Linked DNA regions of Hordeum vulgare: all the other regions are linked to region 1. Evidence: chromatin contacts called from public Hi-C data. All regions are on one chromosome and are shown on one strand. The core of a region is the stretch at or near the end of the contact, and the rest is flanking DNA. Distances in the headings are between cores, read along the strand shown.

Evidence for each region. A called contact is a pair of places that touch in the nucleus more often than the background predicts.
Region 2: a Hi-C map of seedling shows a contact between it and region 1, with 4 times the contacts expected there. The contact joins the enhancer-like site here to the promoter of LOC123413346 in region 1. A contact is called at or near these places in 2 of 6 Hi-C or Micro-C datasets (leaf and seedling) and 1 of 1 datasets of contacts at active chromatin or transcription factors (embryo).
Region 3: a Hi-C map of leaf shows a contact between it and region 1, with 6 times the contacts expected there. The contact joins the enhancer-like site here to the promoter of LOC123413346 in region 1. A contact is called at or near these places in 2 of 6 Hi-C or Micro-C datasets (leaf and seedling) and 1 of 1 datasets of contacts at active chromatin or transcription factors (embryo).

What each region holds. Positions count from the first base shown.
Region 1 is chr7H:293,386,943-293,391,674 of MorexV3_pseudomolecules_assembly, reverse strand. It overlaps LOC123413346 (ABC transporter B family member 1), which reads right to left and starts at 2,050. Exons shown (of 4, transcript XM_045106290.1): 1 at 687-2,050; 2 at 267-583; 3 at 1-167. The coding sequence starts at 1,897.
Region 2 is chr7H:292,590,115-292,594,846 of MorexV3_pseudomolecules_assembly, reverse strand. No RefSeq gene overlaps it. Among protein-coding and RNA genes, the nearest start is that of LOC123409900, 570 kb to the right of the region's middle. Within about 2 kb of position 2,351, at least 3 of the 3 cell types and tissues checked have open chromatin away from gene starts, as enhancers often do. A contact at or near this core is called in leaf and seedling, where this site is marked.
Region 3 is chr7H:292,822,892-292,827,623 of MorexV3_pseudomolecules_assembly, reverse strand. No RefSeq gene overlaps it. Among protein-coding and RNA genes, the nearest start is that of LOC123413346, 560 kb to the left of the region's middle. Within about 2 kb of position 2,378, at least 3 of the 3 cell types and tissues checked have open chromatin away from gene starts, as enhancers often do. A contact at or near this core is called in leaf and seedling, where this site is marked.

The sequences.
Region 1 (4,732 bases), core at 801-3,300:
TGCGGCCTCCTCCATCTCCACCTGGCTCGCCTCCTCCCTCCCGAGCAGCAGGTTCTCCCTGATGCTTGTCGCGAAAAGCGCCGGCTCCTGGCTCACCAGGCCGATCTGCGACCGCAGCCACCGCAGCTTCAGATCCTTGAGCTCAACGCCGTCAAGCATGATTTGCCCTGCTCGCATTTTAACAAGCTCCTGCTAACTCACTTCTGTGCTCTGCTTGCAAATGTAAGTTAATGGCCAACTCAAGACAGAAAACTTGAGAGTCAGACCTGAACTCGGGTCGTAGAACCTCTCGATCAGGGACACCACCGTGCTCTTCCCTGAGCCAGAGCTGCCAACCAGCGCGACCGTCTTCCCGGCCGGCACGCTTAGAGAGAAGCGGCGCAGAATCGGCGTGTCCGGCCGGGACGGGTACGCGAACTCCACGTTTCTCAGCTGCAGCCGCCCGGTCACCGACTCCAGCTCCACGCCGGCGTCGCCTTCCTTGGTGATGCCTGGCGTGTGGTCGATGATGCGGAAGATCTTCGCCGCCGCAACCCTCGCCTTGGCAAACGCCGCCATGCTAGGCGCCGACTGCCCAAGAGCGCTGCTCGCACAACAACAAAAAGGCCAGAATGTCATAATTGACTGACCAGAAATGTCATGATTCAGCGGCAGCAAGGTAAAGAGTGATGGGTAAGACGACTTACAGTCCGCCGATCATGACGGAGAACATGGTGGCGATGGCCAGCCCGCCGTTTGTGTGGTGGCCGCGGACGAGGTGACCGCCATACCAGAGGAGCAGAGCGTAGCAGCAGAAGACAGTAAAGTAGGTGCCGCCCAGCCCAAGGCCCTTAGCAAAGCCGTTCCGGTAGCCGATCCTCTGCGCCACCGCTAGCGCCGACGAGTAGGCCTGCGCCACCCGCTCCTCGCCGACGAACGACTGCACGATCCGTATCTGCGACAGGGCCTGCTCTGCGATGTTGCTGGCGCTGGAGAGCGCGTCCTGGCTCTTGGAGGAGAGCTTGCCCATGGTGGCGGCGGTGAGGCCGCCGATGACGGCGATGAGCGGCACGACGGCGAGCGTGACGAGCGCGAGCTGCCACGCCGCAGTGAAGCCGACGACGAAGCCGGCGACGAAGGTGGCCATGTAGTGGATGAGGTTGCCGAGCTTCTCGCTGATGGCGTCCTGGACGATGACTGCGTCGGCGTTGATGGCATAGATGACGTCGGAGGTGCGCACGTCAGTGTCGAAGAAGGAGACGTCCTGCTTGAGCGCCGCCTGGAGGTACCGGATCCGCATCCGCGTGGACTGGCGCTCGCCGGTCCACATCCAGCAGGAAATCTCCGCCCAGGACGACGCCCAGATGGCGGCGCCGACGACGAGGAAGTAGAAGGCGTACTTGACGACGAGGCGGACCATGGTGTCGGGGTCGTCGGCGTGGGAGCCGAAGGAATCGACGAGGTCGGCGAAGAAGCGGAGAAAGACGGGGAGGGAGCAACCGTGGACGAGAGCGCCGAGCGTGCCGACGGCCATTAGGACGCGATCTAGGCCGTCGGCGAAGCGGAACAGGTCGCGCAGGGCGGCCGCCGGCGCCGGAGGGGGCGGCTTCTCGCCGGCATACGGCTTGGCATTGGGCGGAAGCTTCTCTGTCTCCATTGGCGCGGGAGGCGGCGAGCGAGGGGGAGGGGGAGAGCTGGACGCATTGTTGGTGGCACCTGCTGCCACGGCCGGCGCTGGTGTGGATTGCTCTGCTTCTGGGTCTGGGTGCGGTGGGTGGAACAAGTGTGGGGGCTGGGAGGTGGAGGGGAGGTGGAAAGCCTCGAGCTCCGGGCGAGCCCACTCGTCGGCGGCGTCGGCCTCGGCGTCGGCGCCGTGGACGACGACGCGAGCCTTGATCTCTTCAGGGTCGCTAGACATCGGGACGGCTCGGCACTGCACGGAGGGGGAGCCGGGGAAATCCCTCCCTCTATCCCTGGAAATGCTCTGCTCTCCTCTGTTTCGGCCTTCCCGTCTAGTCCTGTCAAGTGTGTGAGTGGGACTGGCAGGCTGCTGCTTCTCCTTCCCCTTCCTGCTTATAAGAGTGATGGGTAGGAATCTATAATGGGGACAAGGGCCCACCGTATTTGGTAGGAGTATGCATTATTCCCCTCTCTACGTCTCACCCCAATCCTATTTATATGTCCTTTTTAACACAGTATAGTAGATATACATATACCCACAAACACATACTATTACATACTCCCTCCGTTCCTCCCTCCGTTCTTAAACATCGGTCTTTTTAGAGATTGTACTAATGAACTACAGAATCTACAGTCTAAAATATGTTTATATACATCCGTACGTAGTCTTCTAATGAAATCTCTAAAACTACTTATATTCAGGAACGGAGGGAGTACTACATACGCTCACATTCTATCCATTACTCCCACCTCTGTAGTATGTTTCTTTAGCAAAAGAATGACACATCGGAGTAGTATCAAATCCCACCTCTGTAGTATTAGGAGTAGTAATTTGCCTACGTCCATAATCGTGTGTACTCTAAGGGCATCTTCAACAGTTTGTTGGTTAGGTTGTTGGTAAAATATGTCATGTCATCAACCAACACCTTAACATACAACTACTCCAATGGGTTGTATCTAGTTTGCCCAATAAGATGTGATGTAATAAATAAGGTGCTCTCTCATTCTACATTGGAGCTTGTGCAAGGGTGTTGGTTAATTTACATACAACCTTGCTCTCTTTCCTCATTTATTGCATGACACATCATCAAAAATCCTATGTGTCAAAATTACCAACAACTATCTTACAACCATTGGAGATGCCCTAAGTGGAAACTGCTTGTCAATGAAGATGCTTGCGGCACATTTCCCCGTATAGTGCAGTGGTTCTTCTTTCTTGAGTTCCCATCTCGGTGAAGGAGCTCGCCTATAGCGCGTGCCGGTGTTGTGGCGCCCATCTCGGGAGGCGTGCAAGTGCGTGCTGTTTTCTTTGCTGCATTATTCTACTATAGCGCGTGCTGCTGCATGATTGACTGTCTACCCTGCCGGTGAGGCTTTGGCTAAGCTTGGACGAGAAGGCTGTATCGCGTACAGCATACATGGACCGGTCAACCACGCAGACAGTCTACTCTTACGTACTCCCTCCGTTGTTAAATACTCCCTCCGTCTTAAAATAACTGTCTCAATTTTATACTAGCTCTAATATAAAATTGTACTAAGCTTAAGACATTTATTTTAAGACGGAGAAAGTATAAATCTTTTTATCGTGTGTTCGGTTAGGAAACCAACGAAAATGAAATAGTTTCATCTCTATGTTTGGTATGAATAATAAGCTGAAATGAAACGGTTAGGGCAACTCCAAAGGGGCGAAGCAAATGGACGCGCGCTTTGTCCGTTTTTTGTCCGTTTGGGTCGTCCGCCGGTCTGTCTGTGTCCGTTTTTTAAAATGGGTCGACACATACGCCTAACAGGAAGCAAGTGGGCATCAACATTGTAATATTATAATAATAGGAGAAAGGTGGGTGAGAGTGGACGACGAATTAAATAAGCAGGCACAGGTGGGTGGATGGTTGTGTGATAAGTAGGCCAGGCCGGCCACATGCTGACACGGAGAGGGGGCGCGCGCGTCCGCTTCGTTTCCGCGCCGATGCATTTCAGTCCCAAATTTGAGCCAGAAATGGGTCAGCGCGGACGCAAAACGGACGCGTTTTGAAAATGGGTCCGCACATTGGGCCATCACTTTTGTCTGCACGGACCCAAACGGACGGCAGCGGACGAAATGGGTCGCCCCGTTGGGTTGCTCTTAAGTCTTAATGTTTGGTTTGGTGGAATTGAATGGAGCAGATCCCCGACAGCATGTCGAGCACTAGACGCGAGAGCTCCTCTTCCCGCCCGCGTGCCCTGCATCCGTCGCCCCTTTGCTAGCCACGGGTGTCGGTGCAGAAGAAAGCGGCGACGCAGAGGAATGTGAGAAACGGCCGACGGCGGGGAAGAAGGAGAGGAGCAGCCGGAGGCGCGGAGGAAGGAGACGAGCGGTCAATGACGCAGAAGAAAGAGAAGCAAGCAGCGGCGCACAGGAAGGAGAGGAGCGGCTAATGGCGTAGATGAAGGAGAGGAGCGATCGGCGACACGGATGAAGGAGAGTAGCGGCTCACGGCGTGGGGAAAGGAGAGATGTGGTCGGCGACGCAGAGGAAGGAGAGGAGCGGCTCGTGACGTGAAGGAAGGAGAGGAGCGACCAACGACGCGGGGGAAGGAGCGAAAGGAGAAGCGCGAGTGCATGCGGGAGAAAAAGCGAGAGGCTTGGTGTGAGAGCGGTTCCGCGTGGTCCGCTCGATTTGGAGGGATCGCGCGGAATGACATAAAGAGGGAATATGCCGTTAGTGGAATCACTTCGTTCCATTCCGTTTTTCAACCAAACACAAGAACGATCTTCACAACGGGTCCGACCCATTACATTCCACTTCGTTCCTCCAAATGAATACATCCTTAGAGGTTCTACTAGTAAACTATATACGAATATATATAGACATACATTAAAGTATAGATTCACTCATTTTATTCCGTATGTAGTTCCCTAGTGAAATATGTAAAAAGACTTATATTTAGAAACACAGTGAGTAGTATGCAGCATCAAGGAATAGGGAGGAAGAAAACTTGCGATGCAGGCTAGTTTGGTAACAAATTTAGGCCTCCTTGGTTGGCAAGATTTTGTAAGAATTATATGGGATAGGATTTTGAAACATTTTTTTCTT
Region 2 (4,732 bases), core at 1,102-3,601, 800 kb after region 1:
GACGACGATGTCCCGATCCAGCTCATCACCGACCCACGATCCAAATGGGATCTCCGGATCCCCGGTACCGATCCATCCCACTCTTCGTGCTTAGTCATTTTTCACTAAGTTTCCAGCCTGTGTATTTATTCGTTTATGCATTTTGTGTGGGTCATAGCTTTTTGCATGTTGATTCCATGGACACGCCTATTATATGAAATTTGTTCTACATGTTGCGTACTTCATCAAGTGGCATTTGCATGCATAATAGGATTCATCTTCATGCTCAAAATTGTGTTGCAAAAGAACATTCCATCGTACTTGTCAAAAACTGATATTTTGTTCAAACTTGCGTGGATTATTGCATCCAAACCATATGCCTTTTGCATGTGGTTCCTTCGTGATAATTGCTCTTTGTGATGTCAAATTTGATGTCATGCCTTTGATTGCCATGTAAATTATCATTAACATGTTCATTTGTTTTTCCGAAGGTGCTAGCACGTTAAAACAACTAATCTATTTTCATGAAGTTCCATTTTACGAAGGTCATATTAAGAAAACCATGCCTCTTTTGAATGTGTGACAATGGAGTGAATTGCAGTGTGCAATGTTGTTAGTAGGTTTTCCATGACATGTATGTCATGTTTAGCTGTAGTTTTCTTCATGTGAACATGCCATGAAATGCTCTTGTTTGTAGGGCCAAAATAATTCTAAGTCTGAGAATCTGATTATTTCAGAATGCCATATTGTAACAGCCCAGAATCAACGCTCTAGAAGATTCCCCTTTTATTTCGTTATCGTCGTGTGATTATTTTGTTGTCGCATTCTTCATCCCATCGTGCACATTATCCGCATTGCATTGACACTTTGTTGCCGCCATTTCTCAAAACTTGCATCCGTTATTTGTTGCCAGTTGTCTCCGTTCTTGCCTTGACCGTTCTGAGACCAACCACACACGCACGCGCCCGTGACATTGTTAATATATTTGTTTTCAAAACTGTGTATAAAAAAAATTCTTGGAACGAGTTGAAAGTTGGTGTGGAGTCTTATTTTAATGTAGGTAAACCACGTGTCAAATTTCGTCGCATTCGAAAGTTATTTGATACCCAAATCGTTAAACCTATAACGACACAATAGACGATCTAAATCGTAGATGTTTTGGTATTTTAAACTCTATCACCGGACGACCCTTTTTCCCTCTCTTCTCATGCCTAGCCAATCTACACAATGCATAGACCCCTCGCGCGTGCCGATAGCTTTGCCGAATCCAAAACGTACGGTCATGACAGTTGGGTCCGGATCAACCCCGTAATACCCCAAACGACACAATAGACGATCTAAATCGTAGATGTTTCGGTATTTTAAACTCTATCACCGGACGGCCCTTTTTCCCTCTCTTCACATGCCTAGCCAATCTACACAATGCATAGACCGTTCGCGCGTGCCGGTAGCTTTGCCGAACCCAAAACGTACGGTCATGACAGTTAGGTCCGGATCAACCCCGTAGTAGCCCAAACCATCATCATGTTTTTAATAAGATCAACTAACCTATTTTTCTTCGATCATTCGATTAAAATCAGAGGGTCCAAATAACCCTGAACCATAGCAACCTAACTATTTAAGAGGTCACAACCTAACTCTAGAATCTGTCCCATCCATCCGTACATCTTGTCCCCGCCGCCACCACCTCGTTTTGCAGATCCAACCAACAACATGTTCCTCCTCAATTTCAACGCTGGACGAACCAGGTGCGTGCACCTCCTCGGTCCCGAGCCACCCAGCCGCAACACTCGATCCGGAGGGGATCGAGGCAACCAACCCTTAGCCCACCTCGTGGCGTCGTCCTCTGCCGCGAGGGTGCTTAGCGCCGCAAGCCACCCTCCTCCAGCAAGCTCCATGTGTTGGTTCCTCGAGCACCCGTGCCATTCTCGTCATGGACGCCGGTCGCCGCCGCCCCTCGCTGGAGTCAGGTCGACACCTTTGCCGCGTGCCCAGCTCCTCCGTTTGTTGCTTCTTTTTCCTTCCTCCTTGCCTCACCATCTCTATTCCCTTTCTAACTTCTCGCTCTCTCTATATCCGTGACGAACACGGAACAACCATGGAGCTCCAGTATGCCTGAACCACTCGGATCTGCATCACTCCGCCATTGGTGCGGCCCCCGGGATCCGTCCCCGCCGTTCCTGTACCCTGAATGGACTCCTCGCTACCCGCCTACCAGAGTTGCCCGTCGCCCCGTCCGCTGCATCCTCTGCTCCCCTGCATCGAGCAGGATCTCGCCTGCTCATCCCGCTTGCCTTCTGCACTTGGACCGCCCAGAACCGCGCGAGCCGGCGGTTCAATGCAAACCAGTCTGATTCGGCTAAACCGCGGGCACAGGAAAACCGTTGCGTGAATCGCTTCGCGTGGTTGGACCGCGTCGTCCAGGGTCTGCTTCAACCCTCCAGCCAAATGGGCCAATTCTATTTAGCGCCTTACAGTTCAATTCTGCTAACGGGCGCCTGCATCGACCCGTGCTGGGCCAGCCCATCTAAGCATTTTTCCTTCTGTTTTGAATTAAAAAAAAAGACTAGGGCACCGCGGGTATTCGAACTTTAGGCCGTAACCACCGCGCCACCACATCCGACCTGATCACTAATTTTATTTTGATCTTTTCTTATTTCCATCTCTCGTTTTCGTTTTTTGCTCCTGTTTTTCTTTTTTTACTTTTCTTTTTTCGTTTCTGTTTTTTCTTTTTTTTTCATGGCTCGATGATTTTTAATAGTTTGTGAACTTTTTCTTGAAATTGGTGAATTGTTTTTCAAATTCACCAAACTTTTTTTTTAAATTGACGAACTTTTTCAATGAATGAAAGTTTTTTAAAAATCTGGTGAACTTTTTTTCTCAAATTCAATGATTTTTATTAATTTGATGAACTTCTTTTAAAATTTGATGAACTTTTGTCACATTTGATGAACTTTTTTTAAAATTTGATTAACTTTTTCCAAATTGGATGAATTTTATTTCAAAATTTGTGAACTCATTTTTTAATTCAGTGAACTTTTTTTAAATTTCATGAACTTTATTCAAATTTGATGAACTTTTTTTTCAAAATTAATGAACTCTTTGTTAATTCGGTGATTTTTTTCAATTTTTATTACATTTTTTCAAATTCAATGAACTTTTTTATATTTCGTTGAACTTTTTTCAAATTCATTGAACTTTTTTTGAACATCGATTAACTTTTTTTCAAATTTGATGAACGATTTTCAAAGTCATTGAACTTTTTCTAAAAATTAATGAACCTTATTTCAAACTTGATAAACATTTTCCAAATTTGATTGTTATTATATTTAAAATCTATCAAAAAAGTTTCCTATATAAAGAATTTCTTTTGCAAAATCGGTGTATTTTATTTTGCAAAAACCAATGAACTTTTTCAGCACCTGCAGGGGTGCCGAGGTCTTTGATGGGCCGGTCCAAGACGGGGCGCTGCAGGCGCCACGAGGGCAAACGGGAGCCTGCAGCGCCGTATAGGAGGTCCCAGCCAAACTCGTCCTCCCCGTTTGCTGAGCTGCATCATTACGCTTCGTGTCGTCTAGCCGGCCCACCATCCTAATGTGAGTGCCAGCCCAGTATCCCTTGCCCAATGTACCCCTTGTTATATTACACTCACCCATGTAGGCCCATTAGCTCATGCAGATTTGGCCCAATGCTTATATTTTTATCCTGTAAATTTGACTAATTTCAAGTGAATTTCTGAATTACACAAAAACCCCTTATCTTGCATTGAACATAATTAAAATAACCGTGCACCGGATTAAGTTGAATTATAAATAAAAAACGTTCAAAATTTTGTGTAGATTCTTAATATTCCGTTTTCAACTATGATAAAAATGTTTAAACTTGTTGTTTAATTAAATGTGTGTAGATGTCATGTTGAAATGATTTAATTCATAACTAATTAACCGTAGATCTAATTAAAATGTTATACATATGTAACTTAACTAGAAAAACATGTACAATAACATGGTTACATTTATTTTAATGTTTAACAACTCTAAAATTATGTTATGGCAGAAAAATATCGAAATTTTAATTTGCATATGGAGACTTGGCAGAATTATTATTCGTTATTCCGGTCTCGTTTAAAATCGCCTAGATTTTCATGTAGTTTCATAATATCTTGTTGCAATCTTGATTTAATATGCTTGTGGATGTCATTTGCATACATTTTACATTCATGACATATTATCTTGTGAGGATCATATCTTTTAGACAGTAACTCTGTTTTAGATGATCTATGTATGTAAATCGACTAGAATGTCGTGTAGAATCACATGGTCCACTTTATTTTTATTTTTCATAAATATAAAATATGATTTATTCAAATCTGTTATATTTCCAAAAATTGCATACATGGTCTTTTGGGAAATACTGTAAGTTGTTTTCGACCTCATTTAAAATTCTAGATAGTGTAGTTTATTTATGCTTCATCTCTTATCATATTTAATAATATTTAAACTTGTCGTGTAAATAAATGAGAGTGAACTAAATGATTTGAATGTGAAGTTTCGTCAATATGCAACTCATTGCATACTAAGCTTCATTTAAGGTGTAGGAGTTGATTGTTGTGCTTTGTCTTGTCATGCATAATCAGATGGACATGCATCATATTTGTTTGCGCATCATATCAGGAATATGTTGTGGTGTTTATCTTATGTTGATTATCGTATGCGGATTGTTTCTTTTCGATAGAGTTCCGAACCGCTTCAGA
Region 3 (4,732 bases), core at 1,129-3,628, 560 kb after region 1:
AGGCTTGCCCCGCCGACCATGACCCCGGTAGAACTTCACTGCAGTTTGGATGCCTTCTGCAATGAAGCTGTACCAAGAGCGCGTCGTCTGAGACGTCGTCGCCACCGCAACCCTGCAGCCCCATCCCATGGCTGTGTTGACTCAGGAGCCTCGGCGAATGGAGGAGCCTTAATGGCTATTGAGCCCGTCAGTTTCAGAGGCCAATGAAAGCGGAGCGAGTCCGTCAGAGTAGCTGTCAAGCCCTTGTAACCGTGTTACCTTGTAACGTTGTATTCACATGTTTGGGATAGAACGATTTTTAATAAAATTACAGGATGCCTGCACACCTTGCTTTTGCAAGTAAATTTTTCTTAAACTAGTCCGCGTGGCCTTAGAGTAAATTTTTGGCTGTGACCACCCAACCACCAAGTCAACTACCCGAGTCATGTATCCCTTAAGAGTTGATACCCGAGTTTCACATCGGTGCACCATGCCACCCCATTTTCATACTGTGTGTGTCCCTAAAACAGGTACCCTTTATTCCACCCATGACCGCTCCTAGCACTTCTCACCAAGTGCGCTTCCCCGAGCCAGTCCTTCCCATGAGTACCCAATAGGATTCATCCGGAAGTTCTGAATGCAAACCCACAAATGTAACTGTGTTGCCTCGTAGCCCAGTATAGAGCAGCTCTGGTTTGCCCATCCCTTGCCCTTCAGGTCATCACCAAGGGTGTTGACCCATCAGCGGGTGGAATAATCCCACATGCAGGCTAGTGGAGAATTTTCAGATCTTCCATTGGTAGGTGATTGTTGTCAGACCAAGGGGACATGTTTTCCGAAACTCCTTCTAGGAGAAGTGAAATATGTTTTCCCCGACCGAGAGTATTTTCTCGGGAACCCCTTGCATGTATCCCATTGACCGTCCTCAGAGCGTACGTTAGTTCGTTAGTATGTTTTCCGAATGCCAGGTGAGTAGTGATGTGCTATTTGATTGCATTGACTCCACCTGCATTGGAATGACTGTTTGCTATATGATTGCCTTGTTTGTGCCTGCACTTGAGTGATCGTATTTCGTGTTTTCATGAGTGTATTGTTTTTCCTTCCTAAGCAAATCTCTGGGACGAGATTTATTGGTAAGGGGGGTAGTGTTTGTCACACCCCAGAAGACTATTTTCAAAGCCTCTTTCCAAAAACTTTTCATTTCAAGTGGCTTTTCAAAGATCTTTTAATGCTTGAGCCCTTACTTGAGACCATTTTGAATTATTTATTTAGATAATATTATTTTGGCTATGTCTATTTAATATCTGAATTTCTGGATTTTTAATTAATCTTGGAAACACTCCTTCTCCTTATAAGGATGTTTTCCCTAGGTAGATATTTCTGATAATGTATGTTGGAACCTGAGTACTTGCATAAAACATTTCTTTTCTTCTGGTACATTCTTGGGATATTTTATTTTAATATTTTGCCCAGATTTCTTTTATTCAAAACAGGTTTATATTTTCTTTATAGGGTTGTTTTGCACTGCAACCTTGTGACCACTTCTTCTAAAAATTCTATAAAAATTTGGAGATAACCTATGATGTCCCTAGATCACATTTATGCAAAAATCTACCCAAGTGTTTTGAATATTTTGAGCACATTAACTACATTTCTGATCTAGTCCAGATTTGAGTTTGTATTACAACACCTAAAAATATGGGGATGTCAAGTATAGTAGGAGATTCATTTTTATTGAAAAATCCCACTATGTGATTTGAAAAAATTTAACATAACAATGATCTTTCTGTTCTGGACCAGTTTGGTACTTTGTACTACAACCATACTTTTCCTTCCTCTAATTGCTTTGAAATCTTGCATTCTTGTGTGGCACCCTACCAAATCCTTAACTCCAAGAGTTGAGATCCATTGGATGAAATTAAGTGCATGTGATAATAGCTTCAACTTTTTGTCGAGAGATGTGTTATTCAAAAGAATGCATTAGCTAGTTCTGCTTTTTGCCAAACTAACCCTACCACCATTGCTAGCACCTAGAGAGACCCTGACCTGGAGTTTTTGGCACTAGAAAAGGCCAGTGGATGCAAGTAGCTTTGTGTCGAGTAGGTTATGTACATGATCAGATTTGGCATCAGTTTGAGTTTGCATTGGCAAAATTCTTATCTAGCCCAAATAGCTTGTCCACTACCCTCTTTTATGTCCCCCTCCTAGTCCTGTGTAGTTTCATAAGTTTTGGAGCACTAGTATGTGCACTAGCATGGTGTCGAATACCTTGCGTGCGCGCTCTCGTTGCACCAGAGCACATGTTTTGCACGCGCGCATGCCGAGCTACCGCGTCCCCATGCCCTCACCCTTTTGGTCTGTTGTAGAGCCGCATCAACCCCCCTCTCCCCCCGACCATTGGTCGCTGCTCCTGTGCGCACGCAGATCCCCAGCAGTGTGCCAGCCGTGGTGGCTAGCCGACGTCAGCACTGCCGCAGCAGTGAACGGCGCCGCCCGAGAGCTTCCAACGCGCTAGGTGTCGCGGTCCATCCCGTGCATCGTCCTCCTGCAGCCCTTGCTGACGTGTTGCCCTTGCTGCCGCCGCTGCGAGCCTGAAGCTCTATCGCCGTCGAGCTTATCCGGAGCCCAAGTGGAACCGCCTTGAGCCGGCTATTTTATGGAGCCCCCGAGCCCTATGAGCTCCGTAGCAGCCTCCCAGCACCTGTAGCCCCTCCCCATCACTCCAATTTGGCCCAAGCTGCTCACGGTGCTCGTCGTTGACCGCAGGATTGCCGGCCGTCCTTGGCTAAATTCCGGCAGCCCAAGCCCCGTAGTTCTGCTCTACCTACCCTGCTAGCCTCCCTAAAGCCCCGGGAACCCATTCCCGGTGTTGCCCCGTGCCATTAGCGCCATTAATCGGAGTTGGGATCGCCGGAGCTCCCATGTCCGCCGTGGAAGATAGGGCACTCGCCCCCTGAGCCCCTCCGCGACTCAGGTACCTCCTGAGGATGGGGTACTCACTCGTGCACTCGTCGGCGTGCTCAGCTCCTAGAGCGAGGCCTCCAAACGTCGGGGAACCTCGCCGGGTCTCTCTCCCCGCCCCTGTTTCCCTATGAGCAGGAGAAAGAAGAAGAACCCGACAAGCGGGCCCCGCGTGTCGGTGAGAGAGCCATAGCCCCGAGGGGCGCAAACCCCCTGGTGCGTCTTCTATTTAGTATAGCGTATTTTCTGGCAGCTATCTCAGTAATACACTTCCTCAGTTAGAAAGCGTATTTGCACCGGAAGCGTTTTCTTTTATTCTCGATTTAAAAAACAGAGTTGACCGGAAAGTTTGACTGGCTATAACTTTTTATAGGTAACTCCAAGTCAATTGATTCTTTTTCCTACCTGTTTATAATTTCATCTAGTTTATTTTAAGTTTTATTTCAAAATTATTCAAACAACTTTTGTGTGCTAATTTGAATATGTCTGTTAATTCAAATATTTTTCAAAATAGGATTTGAAGAGAGGATATCTACTCCAAGATATGGGGTACACAATCACCCTCCTCAAACCCCTAAGGCAAGCATCATGAATCCAAATTTTCCATAAGTTGTGTGATCATTGTATTACGTGATTTGAGGTTATGTTGATAATAATCTTGCATGAAATAATACCTTGCATTCTTCCTACATGCTACTCACATTATAACATTGGTAAAATATGATGATGGCATGTGCTAGTTATGAAAGGTCGTGGAATAACCTAGTCACGCGGAACGTGATAGGTTATGGCCTGGTCATGACATGTGCACAAGGATGCCGGTAAAACTTGGTTAACTCCAGTATCGACCGAGATCGAGTCTTGTCCGTGTCATGCTTCTATAAAGTGCTACCATGGTTTCATGGATAATGGATTCTGTAAAGTCAGTTGTAGACCTATTATCAGTCACACACCAAGTAGAGGGGCCGGTATGAAGGTATCCATGGCCCTGGAATAAATCCAGTCATCCGGTCAGGGGGCATGGGCGTTCCCGGTCTGGCACCGGGAGGGCATGGCTCTTCCAAGTGAGCGCGCGATATAAATTTTTGATCCCATGCTAGTCGATATCGGAGCCTCCCCGTCTTATGGTTTTGCCTTGGTAGCGTAGTCCAGGTGAAGCCGGGCTTCGCGAAGGAAAAATCGGTGTGTGCTGATTCTGAGTGTTCGCTTCTAAAATGTCGTACGCGGGATTAGTCTTGTCGACTATCAGAAACCGTGAGCTGTGTGTAAAGAGTACACCCTCTTCGGAGTCAAAACTATTCAAGTAACAGTGTCCCCGGTCAAGGACGTTGTTTCACGAAGTCAAGTGTCGGTCCTAGAGTCGGTATTTGGTGTATAAGCGGTGATAAAAATAATGGTTGTGGAAAATCATATGAAGATGTGGTGGATAATCATATTATTATTATTACTCTGGACTAACCCCTATGATATTGTTGTTGGGTATACCTGGGACGGTTCTACCTCCTGGATATTCAACATTTACTATTATTTCTTGTAAGCCCTTTTGTGTGGTGTCGTTGAGACGCTCGACTCTGGCATGCTTATTATCATTTCTTATAAGCCCTTTCTGTGGTGTCGATTAGACGCTCGACTGTGGCATGTTTATTGTTTCATAGAAGCCCTTTATGTGGTGTCTCTCAGACGCCCGACTGTGTCACGCATATTATTACTTATTCAGTATTACCTTCTTTTCGTATTTATAAAACATTGGTGGGAGCATTGCATCTCTTCATGAATGCATCCATGAAATAAA